Linked DNA regions of Salmo salar: region 1 is linked to region 2. A link is a contact called in public Hi-C data. All regions are on one chromosome and are shown on one strand. The core of a region is the stretch at or near the end of the contact, and the rest is flanking DNA. Distances in the headings are between cores, read along the strand shown.

The links. Hi-C and Micro-C count contacts between places; a contact is called where the count stands out from the background.
Region 1: a contact with region 2 is called in a Hi-C map of gill, with 3 times the contacts expected there. The contact joins the promoter of LOC106587685 here to the enhancer-like site in region 2. A contact is called at or near these places in 2 of 3 Hi-C or Micro-C datasets (blood and gill).

The regions. Positions count from the first base shown.
Region 1 is chrssa26:32,460,412-32,463,111 of Ssal_v3.1, forward strand. LOC106587685 (biogenesis of lysosome-related organelles complex 1 subunit 6) reads right to left here and starts at 1,311. Exons shown (of 7, transcript XR_001324491.2): 1 at 1,029-1,311; 2 at 1-100. LOC106587684 (zinc transporter 4) reads left to right here and starts at 752. Exons shown (of 8, transcript XM_014176271.2): 1 at 752-774; 2 at 1,840-2,395. The coding sequence starts at 1,987.
Region 2 is chrssa26:32,421,431-32,424,185 of Ssal_v3.1, forward strand. No RefSeq gene overlaps it. Among protein-coding and RNA genes, the nearest start is that of psl2, 7.3 kb to the left of the region's middle. Within about 2 kb of position 1,486, at least 9 of the 13 cell types and tissues checked have an H3K27ac peak or open chromatin away from gene starts, as enhancers often do. A contact at or near this core is called in gill, where this site is marked.

The sequences.
Region 1 (2,700 bases), core at 61-2,560, 39 kb after region 2:
GTAGCTGCCAGTGTTCTGAGGAGGGTCACGCTGAGACGAGGAGCCCTCATCTGCCCTCCCCTCTGTCTCCATGTTGGACATCACTGTCTGATTCTACAGCCTAAAGAAAGCAAGCAGCAGCAGTGGCAAAATTAGCAATGTTTAGCGGTGTGCCTGGTGTTTCCAGATTTCTATGAAATATGACCTATAATTACTTACAATATCAGTGAAATAGTTTTCCTTACAAAAAATGGTAATGAAGTATGTCAACAAAGCTTTTCTGTGTTGGAATGGTGTGGGCGTATACTGGTTATTAAAAATATTCATGCAGGTGGACTGCTGATTGGCCAGCTAATCCTTCTGAGGAGTATTACATCACACTATATGACAAAATAGCAAGCATTTTTTTAAAGTTTGAGGTGGGTTTTTTATTTTATGCAAATACAAGTATAGGATGAGTCAACAACATTATTTGGGTATGAGTTAACACAATATGAACTGTTAATAGTTAACTATTATTTCTTGTTTTATTCTGCCCAACCACTGATAAATTAATATAGGGGAAACACTGGAGATGTTAGCCACTTGGACCCTTGAACCTACTGAGGGGTTGCAAACCCACTTCCTCTTGGAGAAGTGTGCAGACTTTTATTCCAGCCCTGCTCTAAAAAGCCTGATTCAGCTGATCAAAGGTGATTAGTAGAATCAGGTGTGTTACAGTAGGGCTGGAGCAAATGCCTGAAAAGCCAGTAGTTATTCAGGGAAGGATTGGCAAGCTCTGGCTGAATGTCCTTTGTAAGTGAATGCCTGACTAAGACAACACAACCAGGTATCAATAAAATAGATCAACTAGCTAGCTAGTTTGATATCAGCACGTCTAGGAGAGCGCTATGGTGCCTGGCTATGCTAGCTAGCTATGCCATTCTGAATAAATCTAGAAATGCTGTCCACTCTACAGTTAGCTAGGGCAGCAAAACACATTCAAGTCATTTCAAATGGAGGCAATCATGATATATTGTAAAATATACAGATGATTTTGAACCCTTTACCTTTGAAATTAGCTCTCCATCAACAACGGCAACGTCTGGAAAACATCATGTGACAGGGCGTCACTCATGTGACTGTGTTTGGACTTCCTGTTTGAACGAATATAGCTTGATTACTTGTTTCTCAAACTATTAACGGTGCGATGTTGATGTTAGAGAAATGGTTTTGAACCGAATCACAGTGAGGAAATGGTCTCCCCTAGAAAAGGCTGACGATCGGTAATTTTAACGCTGTTCTAAGAGGATTGTTATGTTTTCAGCTCAGTTAAAAACTCGAGTCTCCGAGCTAGGTTGGCTAACCAATCAAGCCTCCCCTCTTCTGTCAATGGTGAATCGATTTGTTGGACGGATGAGTTGTTGCCAGACATTATTGTGTGTAGTCAACAAGATTGTTGTTTTCAACGTTAAATTCTTTAATGACAACGAGGGATTTGCATGCAGACAACAAGCAAGCTGTTTTGATTCAGCCGAGTGTGGATGCATTGTTTGTGCTTTTCTGTTGGAGGTGCTGTTATCCCCCATTGAAGTTCCCCTCGAATCATCAGAATTCTCTGAAATGGAATGGTTATCGTTTTCAGTGCATGAAATATTGAATATGTAGGCTTCCTTAAATCCATGTCCACCTCGGAGTATTCTGTTACACGGGTAGACGATCGAAACATACTTAAATGTCAACCTGGTGTGCAGTTAGCTATTACATTTAAAATAAATCATATTTATTATACTGTGCCGTTTTAAGACATTGGATGTGTTCTAAGTAACGATAGGACGTGTTCTTTCTTTCTGTTAATGATGAATTATTTCCATGTTTCAGGTGTGTCAACACAGATGTAACGTTACAACCACTGATTCAGTACGTTATAAGACGGCCGCATGGTGACATTGGTGAGAAGCACACCAAACTCAGACCGGTATAATTGAAAGTTAACAGCTCCTGACCTGTCAACAACTGGCGTTAACGATGTCAGGTGGTGCGAGCTTCATGAGCAAGGTGCGGTCCGCCTTTAGGAAGGAGCCTGAGGACTGGGACCTGAGCGACACGGCGCCCTTTGACCTCTCCGGGGACGAGCTCGCGGAGGATGAGGCGCCCAAGTTCAACAAACTCAAAGTGGTGGTTTCCGGTGAGATGGAGGACTACGCAGCAGGGGCACCGTCGAACGGCGTCGCGGTGAACACAGTGGTGGTGGATGATGACGATTCGCTGCTCGACTCGTCCTCGGGGAGCTTGGGGAGCCCCGGTGTCAACATGGACCGGTCGCAGTGTGAGAGCTGCACGAGGAAGAGAGAGGGGGTTAAACGGAGGAGAGTGATGAAGAAGTTGGCATGCGCCTCAGTGTTGTATTTTCTCTTCATGATTGGAGAACTGATAGGTGAGCAGACAAAACACACTACACTAGTCTGTTACAGGACTGACTACAAACTCTCATTATACACTGTTAGTACTGTGAGGTTAAAGCTGTGGCCTTCAAGTTCCAATCAAATCAATTTGGTATGATGTTTGGAGCATTGACTTCCAAGTTCCAAACTGAAGTACCCTGAGTGGACCTACTCACTAGCGCTGGTCCTGGAGAGGTACTGCGGTTGCACTGCAAGCCCAGCGCTAGAGCACAGCTGATTCCACTAACTAACTAATCATCAACACCTCTTATTAGGTGAATGAAGAGTGTTAGTGAAG
Region 2 (2,755 bases), core at 236-2,735:
GACATCTCTCATTTGTTGTCTGGAGTTTCACATGACCACTTTATAAAAATACCCAGAGCGGTGTGAGCTCAGACGCCTCTGCCTCGCCCTCCACAGATGATGGTGATAGAGTTAGAATAAAATACTTTTGTTTACTTGGGGAACTAGGCTATTCATTTCACCCTGGAACAGTTGAGACTGAGACAATGTCATTACTCGATACCATCTTCTCTACTATAGTGTTTTTACAATCTCTACTACAAACTAGAGAAGTCTACAAATCCACTAACTATTTACATGTTTCATTAAAGACCAGGACAGGTGTTGTTGAGTAGCTAAAAATACTTGTATGGTCGTCAATGATCTAAGGTGTTGTTAATGACATTGAAGCCCAAACAGATTTAGAACCATTGATCTCAGATATTAACCAAATGAGACTGAACTGTGGGTTGTAGTGATTACAAACAATTCACCAACTAGGGAGGAACCATATTTGTAGTACTGCCACTAGCTCGATAATCTCTTACAGTAGTAGGTACTATTTCATTGCCAAAGTCGTTTAATTGAAATAGGCCAAGAAGATTCAACTTATTTCAGGGTTTCTCTAGCGCAGAGCGGCCTGAAGACACAAGCAGGAAAGAGCGAGGTTGCGGTTTTCAAACTGACAGCTAAGTAAGTTAGCTACCTAACCGCTAACTACCGGTTGCTAAATCAGTAAACTGTACTCTGAAACTTGAAAGAGGACCAATTTTGGAAATACATCTACACGTAGCTGTGAACTGTGAAGGTTGGGACAAATTTCAAATGAGCTTTAAGTTAATTAGATAGATTTGTGGGGGTACAAAAAGAAGGTAAAAGAGACATACCTGCTGGCTAACTTCCCGAAGTTGCAGACGAAAAAATATCTTCCTGCTTTGCCTTGGCGCAATGCTTTCTGGGATATGGTGTTCAATGAAACAATATTACGTAAAAGCAGACTTATTCAATAAAAAGCAGACAATTCTTGCGAAACTCTCGTGCTTCTTTTATTTTTTACTAATACAAATTGGCAATTTTTCCAATGTTGAGATAATTTCTTGATACAGTTTTTGTTTTCTATCGTAATGGCGTATTTTTGTAGGAACTAACTCTGACATGGTTCTATGGACAAATAGTTTTTGTATTAAGGTATGTGGTAAACATGTTTTCTTCGATGAGATAATCATCATCTAACGTCATTTTCTGTGAATTTGGAAGCATTTGTGTAATTAGAAAAATCACGTAAATGCATCATAATTAATAAAGGTAATGTTAACTGACTAATATTATCTCGTAGAACAAAACGTATAAGATATCCTAAGCCTGTATTAACCTCAGACTTTATTTTCGCGTTTATCCCAAAAGCCTACTCTTTCCTCATTAATTTTCGCCATAAGAATGGTAACTCATTTCCGGGTTTTAGGTCTACAAGCAGGTGAGCTCGCGTCTTTCTTTTTCCCAACGCAGTTAAGCCAAAACCACGCCCCGTTATTCAGAGGGATTCTGCTACGCTCCCATTGGCTAGTTAGCGTTGTCTCACTCACAGGCGATCAGTGCAGAGCCAGTGGCCTTCCAAGGTGAGGATGGAAAATGTAACTTAACAATTAGCTGCCTACCATAATGCAGGCCTATTATTATCATGTTTGGTAACATTTGCCCATGTATTCATTTTCAGAGTTTCAATGAGTTGTAAAAATGTATCAGAACTCTGCTGAATTCCCTCAATTGAAGGTCAGCTAAGTTTACCTAGGCTACTTAACGTTACTAACTCGGTATTTGACGTTGTTATATTATCATTCGTAGTCTATTATCAGGTAAAAGCATATGCTTATTATTCATAATTTCTGAAATTTTTATGAGCTAATCATTCAGTCGAATACGCTATGCTACAGCCATTGAATCTGACATTAATGGCTAGCTCTGTCCACTACATTATTTTATTATATTTTTCAATCTTGAAATACAAGGGCCAATGTTATTAATTAGTGACTGAAATTTCGCGCTACGTGATATTCACTTCCAGACATGGAGAGCGCTCAAAGCGTTGTAGAACGCCTCTCTGATAACAGGCGTGATTTTGGCTTAACTGAGTTGGGGGAAAAGAAAGACAAGGTGAGGTCTATTAAAGATGCATATGTAACTTCTTGTACTGCCAACGAAATTCACATAGAAATGTGAGTTATAGATTTGTCATCATTGAAAGCAATTCTAACAAGCAGTAGATATGTTCTATGTATGCCACTTCTATGCTTCCCGTTCTTAAGTTTCATTTTTGCATCTTTTACTTTTGGTTTTGTACACCAGCTTCAAACAGCTGAACATACAATATTTTTGGTTATTGAAAATATATTTCACAACTGTTTAGATGGTACAATGATTCACAAACTGAAATTAGGAAAATTATTAGAATTTTAGCTACCAGGAAATAAATGGTGAAGCGATTTCTGCATATTGTACCGGGTGACAGCGGGTGACAGCAAGGCAAGCCTCATCAAGTTCATGTCACTAGTGGTGTCTCAATATTGCCCAGCAGAGGGCAGATCTACTCACATAATAAAAAAAAGTTTGTAGCCAAACAGAACAAGGTGTATTGCAATCTCTCACTCACTGTACACAATGACTCCAATTGGGCATAACTTGACTCTGGAACAGTTACACCACGCATGGAGTGTTTAAGTGTATGCCGTCACATATAGTCTTCCCTGTGGCTCAGTTGGAAGAGCATGGTGTGTGCAATGCCAGGTTTGTGGGTTCGATT